Linked DNA regions of Anas platyrhynchos: region 1 is linked to region 2. Evidence: chromatin contacts called from public Hi-C data. All regions are on one chromosome and are shown on one strand. The core of a region is the stretch at or near the end of the contact, and the rest is flanking DNA. Distances in the headings are between cores, read along the strand shown. Region 1 has its middle 7.3 kb from the start of PLB1. Region 2 overlaps RBKS (ribokinase).

The links. A called contact is a pair of places that touch in the nucleus more often than the background predicts.
Region 1: a Hi-C map of subcutaneous adipose tissue shows a contact between it and region 2, with 1.9 times the contacts expected there. The contact joins two enhancer-like sites. A contact is called at or near these places in 4 of 8 Hi-C or Micro-C datasets (F5 follicle, liver, skeletal muscle and 1 more).

Annotation. Positions count from the first base shown.
Region 1 is chr3:38,523,037-38,528,666 of IASCAAS_PekinDuck_T2T, reverse strand. No RefSeq gene overlaps it. Among named protein-coding and RNA genes, the nearest start is that of PLB1, 7.3 kb to the left of the region's middle. Within about 2 kb of position 3,841, at least 4 of the 8 cell types and tissues checked have an H3K27ac peak or open chromatin away from gene starts, as enhancers often do. A contact at or near this core is called in subcutaneous adipose tissue, where this site is marked.
Region 2 is chr3:38,266,071-38,271,757 of IASCAAS_PekinDuck_T2T, reverse strand. RBKS (ribokinase) reads left to right here. Exons shown (of 9, transcript XM_027454053.3): 7 at 4,601-4,789. Among named protein-coding and RNA genes, the nearest start is that of MRPL33, 26 kb to the right of the region's middle. Within about 2 kb of position 2,862, at least 5 of the 8 cell types and tissues checked have an H3K27ac peak or open chromatin away from gene starts, as enhancers often do. A contact at or near this core is called in subcutaneous adipose tissue, where this site is marked.

The DNA.
Region 1 (5,630 bases), core at 2,592-5,091, 260 kb before region 2:
CATATTTCCAGGGACTCCATGCTCTGAAGACCTGTAATAATACAGAAAATATCACTGATTCAAACCACCGCTAGATGATCGGAGACCAACAGCCACTGCCAGCTGAACAGATGCTCTTATTCCATATTTTCATTGAAAGAACCTTCCAAAATTCACAGCTTTGCCAGGCTTCATCCTGACATTTCAGCTGAATATTGCAAGAATGCCATCAAGTGCCGGAGGCCTTTGTTTTTAAGACGGAAAGGCTGGGCTCTGGAACCAGCTATGGGTGCAGGCATGGGCCTGTGCATAGGATTTTCTGAACAATTAATCTGCACATTATTATTTCAAGTGATCTCAATAAATTGCAAAAGCCACTCAGAATCAGCTGGATAAAATTCAATAAAAACACAGCAAAGTACTATGATCAGGAGGGAGAAATTAAATTCACAAATGAATGACTTGGAATAATTGCCTAAGCAGCAGTATTACGGCAAAGAATCTGGAGGAATTAGAGTGGATCATGTAATAAATATGAGTCAATGGTATGCTGCTATTGCAAAAAAAAAAAAAAAAAAAAAAAAAAAAGAAATCCTACAAAACATTTGTTTGGGGATATGCAAATGGGGTGTCATAAGCATGTCATGGAAGGTCATTATTATGCTTTATCCTGAAGAATGCTCACTCGTGCTAAATGCTGTGCCAGATCTGGAGCACTGCGCTTTCAGAAAGACAAAGTAGACCAGCCAGCCCAACAGGAAGCTTAACCCAGAAGGAAAGCTGGATTGACTGGGGGAGCATTTCCAAGAGGGGCGATGAGAAGGAGGACAGCCTCCCCAAACACAGGGGGCTGTTCTAGCACACAGCAAATAATGCGGATCTCTTTTCCCTGGTGGCCCAGAAGACACACAGAGGGGTACTAGACCAGTGTGCGACAAAGACAAGACACCAAGCCTGGTGCTGGCTGGGGTTTCATCCCATCAGGCAACTCCATTTTTCTTACTTAAGAGGGAAGGCAGGCAGGTGGGGGATGGGAGGGATCACGAGTTTTGATGTGACAGCTGGTGACAACCTGGAAACTTGCTTTTAGGGGAGGAATGGTCCTTTTAACACAACAAAGCGGCACACCCAAGAGTGCATACACAGACCACACCTACTGGAGCCAGCTTCCACAGGGTTGTTTGTACAGCAAGCAAAGGAGAAAATAAAGATTGGAGATGCAACTTCCTTTTTGCCCATTTCTCCCCCAGGTCATCCTGACCTTATGAATAGTGTGGCAAGGCTGTACATGTATCACTGCTTTCTGCAGTTCCCGAGGACCTTCCCGGTCCTGCTAGTCTCACAGACTCCCTCCACTTGGACCTGGTTTCCGCCAAGCGCCTCAGCGAATTTGGGCACGTCCCCACTCAGTAAAGGCCTTAAGCGCATGCTTAAATTTAAGCATGAGCTTCAAACAAAGCATGTGTTTAGCAACCTCTGCAAACAAGGCCTTAACCTTAAAATACACACATAGATAAAACGATTTTTCACTCCGGCTAGATTCAAATGCTTTCCTCAGGCTCCTTGAAGTCGAGTCTACCACCTCTCTGACACTGAAATAGATGCCTTGCATAAGAAGACTCTCTTGCTTCCTCTCTGCTGTAACTCATCAGCTCTTCCCTGCTCCAGGGCACGTACCTCTAGGGACAGATGAGATCTATTCCTGTTAGTTACTATGCAGAGCTAGATCTCAGCAGCAGCGATAAAGGCCCTTGCACATCCTAGCTTGCTTGCTGATACTTCCCTTTTCTCTGGAATTCGTACTCCTCGCCCGCCCTCGCTCCCTTCCCCCTTCCCCAGTTGCTCATACTTCTGGAAAGATGACTGAAGGCTAACTAATGAGTAAGACGCTGCTGCACGTCATCGCCTGTCTGCTGCAAGAAGGGGTGAACAAGTTCGTTTGTCCACAGGTTAAAGTGAGGTTGCCATCCAAACACAGAGCATGTAATTGGGAGACCAAGCAGTGGGAAACCTGCCCTCTCTTCTTTCTCGTCTGGAGCATTTAATTTCTCTTGTTTTCTTCGTTGCGTACACCACTTTATGCCTGCACAGCATCTTTCAAGCAAGGATCTTAAAGGACTTCATAGACCTTAATTAAACCTCATAAATCCCTAATTGATAGATGAAAATTCTGAGTCACAAAAAGGTGAAGGGATGTGCTCATGGTGCAGCACTGAGTCAGTTGCAGAGCGTGGAGCAGGGCTGTGGTGCTCCCAACCTGGTACTCCGCATCCTCCCCGCTCGACGGACATTATGGATGATGAGGATCTGCTCAGAGGGCACGTTCAGCAGCTGCCTGACACTGATCCCAAGGGCCAGCGATGAGGGATACACATCAGTTACATTTGGCACTGCAGTGCCCCAAAACAGGCCAAGAGTGGAGGCAGGGGCACTGTACAAACCCAGAGGTGCAGACAACCCTAAGGGACCAGCAAAGGGGTGAGACACCAGTAATAAATAGCCTTTGGTGTGGCCACCACTGAGAGTCTCCTGATGAAAAATTTACCCTGCCCTTGGCTGCTGTCCCCTCTGCATCCATGGAGCCCCAGCCAGTCTGCTGACCCTCACCCCAAAGCCTGTCTGGAGCCTGGAGCCTGGATGATGGCCATTTCCAAAGCCTGGGACAACAAGCCTGGTCCGCCGTGGACCTGTATCACTGCGGTCACTTGGGGCACCCAGCCCACATGCCCCAGACACCTTCTGGTCCTTTTTTTGCCCTCGCTTCCCTGCCCAGCCTTTGTTTTTGAGTAGGTAGTGTGTAAACTGTGCAGGGCAGGGACCATCCCAGCTGGGCGTTTGCCTGGCACGGCCCTGGCCGGGCTCCTGCCACCTGCACTGGGCAAACAGCGTCAGGACGGCGCGGCCCAGCCCGCCTCGGTGCCGGTCCCTCTCAGTGGACGTTGTCACATACTGCTTTCCAATTATAGCCTTTCAGGCTGCGACGGCGTTTAATTGTCTGAGTTTTATAAACACTGCACGGCCTTGGCTGACGCCCGAGTTAATGATCCCCTGCAGAAGCGACTTTGGCCGGCCGGCTCCCAGCTGGGCCATCGCCACGCCTGCTGGAGAGGGTGAATTAAAAAAAAAAAAAAGGAGAGGGTAAAAAAGCAGAAAGGCGACTTAAAAGATGATGCTGCATCTGAGGAAATGACACATGCCTCCTTCATCTGCCAGCGATATGCAATGCTGCTGCTGACACCAAGGAGAGAGGGCTCAGCTCCGCAAAGCCTGCAGCAGCAGCCCTCCTACCTGCCCAGTGAATGGTGTTTGTAGCAGGACAAGCAGCTCCACTCACCTTTCAAACTCATGTTTCTTTCCTTTAGTTTTTTTCTCCTCCTAATATCAACAAAGAAAAAAGAAAAAAAAAAAAAGACACAACAAAACCAACCCTCAAAAATGCAAACAGAATGAAGAACCCCACAAGAGTAAATAGACAAGGCTTTTATGTTAATACAAGAGTCACTGAGAGCATCAAAACAAGGGGGAAAAAAAATCTCTGGGTGAAATTTACAAACTGATGTAAATCAGCCTGTTGAATTTCAGTGAAGAGCACTGATTTTCCCTGGCTGCACACACAGTGTGTATGTATGTCTGTGTGCTCCCCCCAGACTCCTTCACTAGAGCCCCCTGGCTTAGTGACACAAACTGCATTGGAAGGGGACCAGACGACACTTTGCTGTAATTTGTACATATGCACCACTAAAGCTCAGCATTTATATTTAAAAAAAATAATAATAATCGGGCGAACGCACAGCTGCAAGGCGGGCTGGGTAATTGTGCAATGCTGGGAACTCTTAGGTAGTTAATAATTATACTCAACCTTCGGTCTAGTTCCTAACAACACCCCTAGGCGTGTCGCTCTTACAGAATAAGGGCACACGCCCTGCTGTGTCTCCTTGCTTAACAGGAACACAAAGTACAGTAGTAGGAGGTGTTTCCTTGAACTCTGAACAATTGGACATTTAAGGATTAATTACTGTTAAGGAGCTTTGGACTGGCAAACACACTAACTCAGCTCTTGGCTGCGTCTCCCAGCCAAGTTCTCTCAGTCATCCTAATTAGACATTCTGATACCATCTTTAATTATATGATCTCACATACTATTTTTTTTTCCCTTCTTCTATTATTTTTTTGCACCGAACCCCTGTCCTGTGCAGCACGCTGGGCAGGGGAAAGCACCCTCCTGGCAGCATGGCAGCAGCCGGACCATGCTCCATTTGGACCCGAGGCTCTGCTGAGAGCCACCCAGGGGCTTTCACAACAGGAGGAAAGCACCCAAGCTGCTGCGGGCAAGACGGGACCTATGCTGTATTTGTCAGTATTGACTGCAGCCTGCCTGGAAAAACGTCGGTGCTGCGCAGCACCCAGCGCCAGCCACCGTGAGTGCGTGTGCGTGCACATGTATACACACAGAGGCTCTCCCGTACACACCTTGATCTTGTTGAAACAACAGGAGGAGCAGAGTGCATGTTGTTAATGTTTTTCGCCTCGGTAAACACCGCATCGCTGGGGCGATGCTCCCGCGTCCTGACTTGCCGCGCCTGGTGGTGCTGGGGGCCGGGTGCCTGCCAAAAGGCACCGGAGCCGCTCCACACGCAGGCTGGTCCTGCTGCTCTGCAGCGTCCTTCCTAGGAAGAGGCCTGGCCGTGGCCAAGAGTCGCTGATTCGATGCCGCCTCGGCTTCTGCTGGCAGCCATTTGCTGCCCACCCCTGGTGGCCCCCCCTCCAGAGGCGCAGAGGGAAGTTTTGGGTGGCGTGCTTTCAACTGAAACGCTGCTGCTGGGCTGAGCTGGAAACTCGGCACCCTGAGGTCAGCCGAGGTTCACTCAGCCGAGGAACTCCTTAAATGGCATAGTCTTGCTCAAAAGCCTGCTCTCTTTGTGGTGGTGAGCAGTGTGGGGACGGATGGGCCAGCACTCTGAGGCACCCTTTTGTGAAGGCCAGACCCCCAGCCTCACATGGAGGTGGGGAAGGAGAGCGATGGCGCTGCCTCCCCTCGCCGCCCTGGCCTCCCTGCTTTCCTCAGGGCCTGCCTGCTGACTGGAAATGGCTCCAAGACCCACCCCTGCCTCTACCTGCCAGCAGAGCTGGCTGGGATCAGCAGGAAGGCACCCATGTACGCTTCTGGGGCTGGGGAGCCTGGCACGTGCCCTAACAGGGGCTCAACCCATCCCCCTGGAGGGTCGGGGCTAGCCCAAGAGCAGCCAAATGCTTCACCACCTCTTCCAAAACTGGGGGGAGGAAAGGAAGACCTGCCTGTCCTGGGCCAGCAGCGCTGCCCCACACAGGGAGGAGCCCTCTCCTCCCAGCTCCTTGGCGCTCCTCACTGATTCGGAGTCAACATAATGGGGCCGAGATGGCGCCATTGATCCTGCTGGGCAGGCGGATCCGCTGCACGGGAGGGATTACACAGGAGGGATTTCCCCAGTGGCAACAGGTCACAGGATTTGGCCCCTCATACGGCCCTGTGGTGGAAATGGTTCTCCTTCACCACCACCAGGAACACGTCCATGGAGCAACGGTAGAAGCGGCACTGGGAAATTAAGAGTTGGTGTCTAGTGAAAAAAAAAAAAACAACAAACAGGGACAGCCACCGCAGGTAGAGGACAGAC
Region 2 (5,687 bases), core at 1,613-4,112:
CATTTCAATCAGTTTTTAATTATTCTAGCATAAGTTTTCTGGCATGTATGTAAAAAAATTATAATTTGAAACAACTGGAATTAGCTTGGCTTGTGGCCTGATCTTGCTTACACACCAAATCTGTCTCACTACTTAGTTGGGACTCTTCATGTGTTAGAATAAATGAGATCAAGTTCTTGTTCTGGCATTCTCAAAGAAATCTCTTAAGGTACAAGCCAAGCTTGAAGCCAACTGGCTTACTGTGTTTAAATACTAAAAATTAAAAATATTTTAAATTGTTGTATGTAGTTTTAGACGAGTAAGCTTTAAAAAGTGGCGGTTTCCCTATTCTTATTTATTGTTTCTGTTGCAGTAGTACCTGGCAATGTTTGCAAAGTTGTATTGTGCTAGGTGCCATGTGGACACTAAAGAAAAAGATGGATTGCACCCCAGAGGATTAACATTTCTTGCCATCTCAACGCTTTATATGTGTTGAGGATCACAGCAGGTCAGAACAGACATCTGGAGATCTCTAGTCCAGCACGCTGGTGAAGCAGAGCTTTGTCCAGTCAAGTTTTGAATCACCAAGGATGGGGAACCTATGACCCATTCTGGGCACCTGCTCTAGTACTGCATCACCCTGCTGGTGAGGAAGTTTTTCCTAATATTGGAATTTCCCACTTGTGCCACTTGTGTGCAGTCTTATCCCTTTGCAGCTTCAAGAAGGGTGGCTTCCTCTTCTCTCTATCCACCCATTAAGTAGTTGTAGCCAGCAATTAGCCCTCCCCTTCGCTGGAGGTTCTTGAGGCTGAACAGACCCACGTCTCCCAGCCTCTTCTCGTATGTCCTGTGTGCTGGCCCCCGACTGGCTTGCTGGCCTCCCACTGGATTTGCTGTAGTATGTCAGTATCTTACTTCTGCCAGGGGTCCCAAAACTAGGCTGTGCTAAAGATTTGGTCTCACGAATGCCAAGTGGAAGATCCAGCACTTCTCCCTGAAAGCGGCTGCGTAAGCCACAGGTGGCCCCCAATGCACCACTGTTAGGAACACTTGGCAGAGGTTCATATCATAGTTTCATTATCACTTTTAACCAGTGTAAACTAGTGCTGCCGTTGAAAGGAGTCGATTGTTTTATTTTATCTTATTTTACTTCGGGGTTAATTTTAACACAGTCCTGCCTTGCAATCCACTTTATTTCCTGGCCACACAAATAGCTGTGCTGGCAGAAGAGAATGAGCCGTGTGGACAGGAGTGGAAAGGAAAGCAGCACCATTTTTTTCCGTAGCAGGGCTGGTTTGTGTCAGCTTACTGTGACTAGACTCCACAGCCCGAAGAGACAAGGAGAGTTAACGAAGAATAATGAGGAGCATGGCCAAGAACCTTTGTAACAGTTAAATGTAAAGGCTTCGGTTAAATTTTTCTTCTACTTGTGTAAACAAAATTAAGAAAACTCTCTGTAGATTAACTATGTAATAACTGTCAAAGTTTTTTTTTCTGACAGCAGGTTTGTGGAATGTCCTCTTGCTTTTAGGGCCATTTAACTGAGGAGTTTTGTGAGACTAGCTACAGAAAAAATAAATTTCTTAATTTGCTGTTCTTTTGTACAGTACTATGGCAAATGTCCACACTGAGCTTTTAGTATTGTTATTTAATTTTTTCTTTACATAACTATTAGTTATTTCCTTCAATTGTACCACAGTTTGTTTGTTTTTTAAATAAGATTCTACTGAAGGGAGGAACTTAAAAGCTCACCACAGTATTTAACATCAGTTGACATTTACCGCAATCTCTAATTATTGGCACAGAATCTGTCTGGCTTCTGCTGCTTTTATGGTTCTTCCAGCTTGTTCCAGTGTTTTTGAGTTTTACCATCCTGCCGTAGATGAGTTAGATGATAATGGTTTCAAGCAGTTGACGATCTACTTTTATACAGACTCTGTCTGGTTCAAAATAAATTTGTTTATTGGTATAAACAGGATAAAGACAGAAAGATTTCTGCAAAACCTTTCACGTGTCAGCCCCAAAACAACCCTTTCACTACACAGCCAAAAAATCCTGTTGGCTTGGGATACTGCTGTCACAAAGAGGGTACAACATTGCTACTAAGCAGACAGAATGTGTGTTTCATTAGGGAGAATATTATATTCAAGTACTTCATTTATCTTGCTCACGAGCGTAGAGAAGTGTAAATACCAGCTAAGTAAACCCAAATGAGATTGACTATTTCTTTTCCATGACCAAATTCACTTTTTTTTTCCTGAAGACTTTGCAACCTGTGTAGAAAGTTTGGAAGTACTGCCCATCGTGAAGTACGTTAGAAATTCATTTGGCCATTTTCATTCAAGGATTTGTGTGTGCACTTTGTTAATGCCTTTTTATTCTTGTGCTAGGTGTTATGAATACAGGAACACACAGTTCTTGCTTCAGAGATCTTAAAATTCAAAAAAAGACACAGATGTTTTAGACACTTAGGTATTAGAATAGAGTATACGTATATTAATACTATTTATTATCTAGTCCTTCCAAAGCCACTATTAGTGTACTGTTTCTTTGCAAACCTTGCAGGAAGATTTATTTAAAAAGTTGGGTGAGATGTTTTTTGAAACAAATTCTCTTATGTGAAAATACTTTTATACCCTTTTAAAAACTGAAATAGATTTAGTTTGCCAAAACAGTTCCTACTGCAAGAGAATTTGAGCAGTGTGGTGACATGCCAAGGAGAAAATGGGGTACATTTAGTTCCCTACTCATAATCTAAAGCTTACTGTATTCTTGCCTGGGCTCAGTGTGGTTTAAAAGAAGTAGTTTTAGATCGTGCCTACGTGTTACCACACCTTGACCCTGCAGCATGAGTTTACCCACCAAGTCCCGCCACAGCGCGTTCTGCCTCGGAGCTATCAGACTGACAGCTCCCGAAAAGGCCTGTGTGCTTGTCTCAGTAGGGACTGCGGGCCTCGATCCTGTACGTTTGAAAATTAAAACCAGTAAGCACTCTGTTCATGATAATATAAAGCCTAAGCCGCGTACTGGCATACGCTGGCCCTTCAGAGCCTAAGGGTGGCTTCTCTGTTCTGGGTCAGGCTGAAACACAGGAAATGACAGTGGCAAGCTGTGAGGCCTCTGACTCACAACTGGGGGCGGCTTGCTTGGGATGGCTGTAGTAGTTCCTGTCCCCAGCTGTCTGCCCAGCCTCTCCTTACATGACAGGCATGGCCCCGTACATCAGGGGGCAGTTGTTCAACCTCCACGGTTTCAAGTCCGTTTGGGCAAGAAATACGTGCACCAATTTCAAGCTTCTGCAACGCAGAGCAAGGTGGTTTGAAATATGCCAGCAGCTGTTTCCCGGGAAGCTGAGCTGTCCACGCAGCAAGGTCAGGACATGGAGCTGGTGAAAAGTTTCCAAAGTTGTTCGCTGAAAATAAGGCCCAAGACTGTGGAAGTTTTGCCCAGTTAATAGGCGATTATCTGAAAACACTTCAGACTCCCTTTCTCAGGAACCAGCAGCCTTGTAGTGCAAGATAAAGTAGGACTTTCCTCTTCTCAAGCAAGCAGGATAAGATTTAGGAAAGACAGCAATATATAATGTGCCAGTTTACTTAAAATTGAAGGCATACTCTAGTAGGCAGGAGGAGTACTGCGTGCTAGGCTGTTTCAGATAAAACTCGCTGTATTTTTTCTTCCTTTCTTCCTGTTCCATCCTTGTCCTCCTCCCTTCACCCTCTGCCAAAAGAAGTAGTGCATGACATTGGAAAATGGGATGCCATCGAGAAAATGTACGAGGTGAAGAAAAGGATGTTTTATTCTGGAGACTTCACTGCAAATTTTTGGGAAATTTTGCTCTTAGTTGGGTGGAACTAGAAGAGATTGATTTTAAGAGCCAACTGGGAGAAGTTGACTTAAGGTCACCATCTGTTAGACAAAGAGTTTATCTGTGTTTGTACAGAGCCAACACAAAAGAGTCTCAGCCCTGACAGAGGCCTATAGACATGTCCATAACACAAATATATAATAATCTTGGAATGGGCATTTGCCAAAAGAGAACTTCAGATAACTTTTAGGTATTCTTATCTAAAAATACATATTAAAGTAAACACAGTGGTCAAAGTTGAGCAATTTTGGTTTTTTCCTTAAAGAGACTTTCCCTAGTGATTTCTCACTAGCTGAGCCCTGAGAATTTAAAAAAAAGGTTTCTTATTTAGTGACAAATATCCCCCAAGAATAGTGACTGAGTTGCCATGTAGCATTTTTCGCATTAGACAGCAAAATGCTTTTGCTAAGGCTATGTCATGGTGTCCATTTCACAGATGAAGAAACTGAGGCACGTGGGAGAAATGTGATTTATTCAAGGTAGCATGCCAAGCAAGTTGAAGAAGCTGGAACAGAACCCATGCCTCCTGTGTCTCAGCCTAGGCTGCTCTCTGTTATTCTGCTGTGCCTGAAGTACACGCTGATTTCAAACCAGGAGCATGACATAGCTGAATATCAGCGTAGGAAGTAGTTTCATGATCATCCCATAATACACATTTTTTAAATGATATTAAATGCTGTTTTCAGATGCAACTGTTGTCCAAAAATGAATGCTGTCACATTATGATTTTCGTTTGCGTGGGTTATTTTCCAGGCAGAAATTTTAACGGGCATCCCAGTTGGCAACCTTGAAGATGCTGGAAAGGTGGGACGCATGCTGTTAGAAAGAGGGTGTAAGCTTGTAGTTGTTACTCTTGGAGCAGAAGGCTGCGTGATGATATCAGTAGAAGAACCCATTCCAAAGCACGTTCCTGCTGGGAAGGTCAGAGCTGTGGACACTACGGTACGTTTTTGTGGTTTAACTGTCTTGCTTTGGAAAAGACTGCTTAAGCACTAAGGGAAAGCAATGAGTAATCAGCCAAATCTTTGGGCACTAGTACAAAGGCTAATTTATGATGTGAAATTGATATCTTGCTTCCAGCCTCTCATATATTAAATGTCAGTTCACTTGAATTTTATAGTCTGTATTGTAGATGTGCTAGAATTATTATACATACTGATATTATCTCCATGTTCCTCTTTACTGAAGTCAGTACCTGTCTCTGACTGTAATGTGTGATGCCAGTGGCTTGAACTGCAGTCCTGTTTTTTCACCTTTACCCAGTCATATAATTCATGATGTCCAGAACTCCAGTGCTGTGGGAGAAAGGAGATATTCCTGCCCTCGCAGCCTGAAACCGAATGTTTGGCTCTTCTGACACAAGCATGAATTACTTACCAATCTAGCATAAGGTGCTTCAAAGACATGATTTTTACAGAATATAGTATAAAACCAAACAGTTCTTGCTGCTTCACGACTTAACTGTTTTATGGTGGTAGGTGAGGAATACTTGCTCAGAGACATTTTATTTTTGCCATTAGGGTATCCCCAGCAAAAAGGAAGAACAGGACAGGCAATAGTTAAGATTGTATTGCTCTGAAAACCTTACCACATTGCACATATGGGGCTATTTTGTGTTCCTAGTATTATCTGACATAAATCCAAAATAATTCCAGTGGAGTTACTGAGAGCAGAGCAGGTCACGTTGTATGTACTAACTATACATTTAAATGCCTGTTACAATAACGTCATATTACATATGTTCTGTTACAATAGTTCATTAAAATCCTGGAGATTTTACCATCTGGTGCATTCCATATCTGAATTGCATTAATAATAACTAGTTCTTGTAGCATGTTTT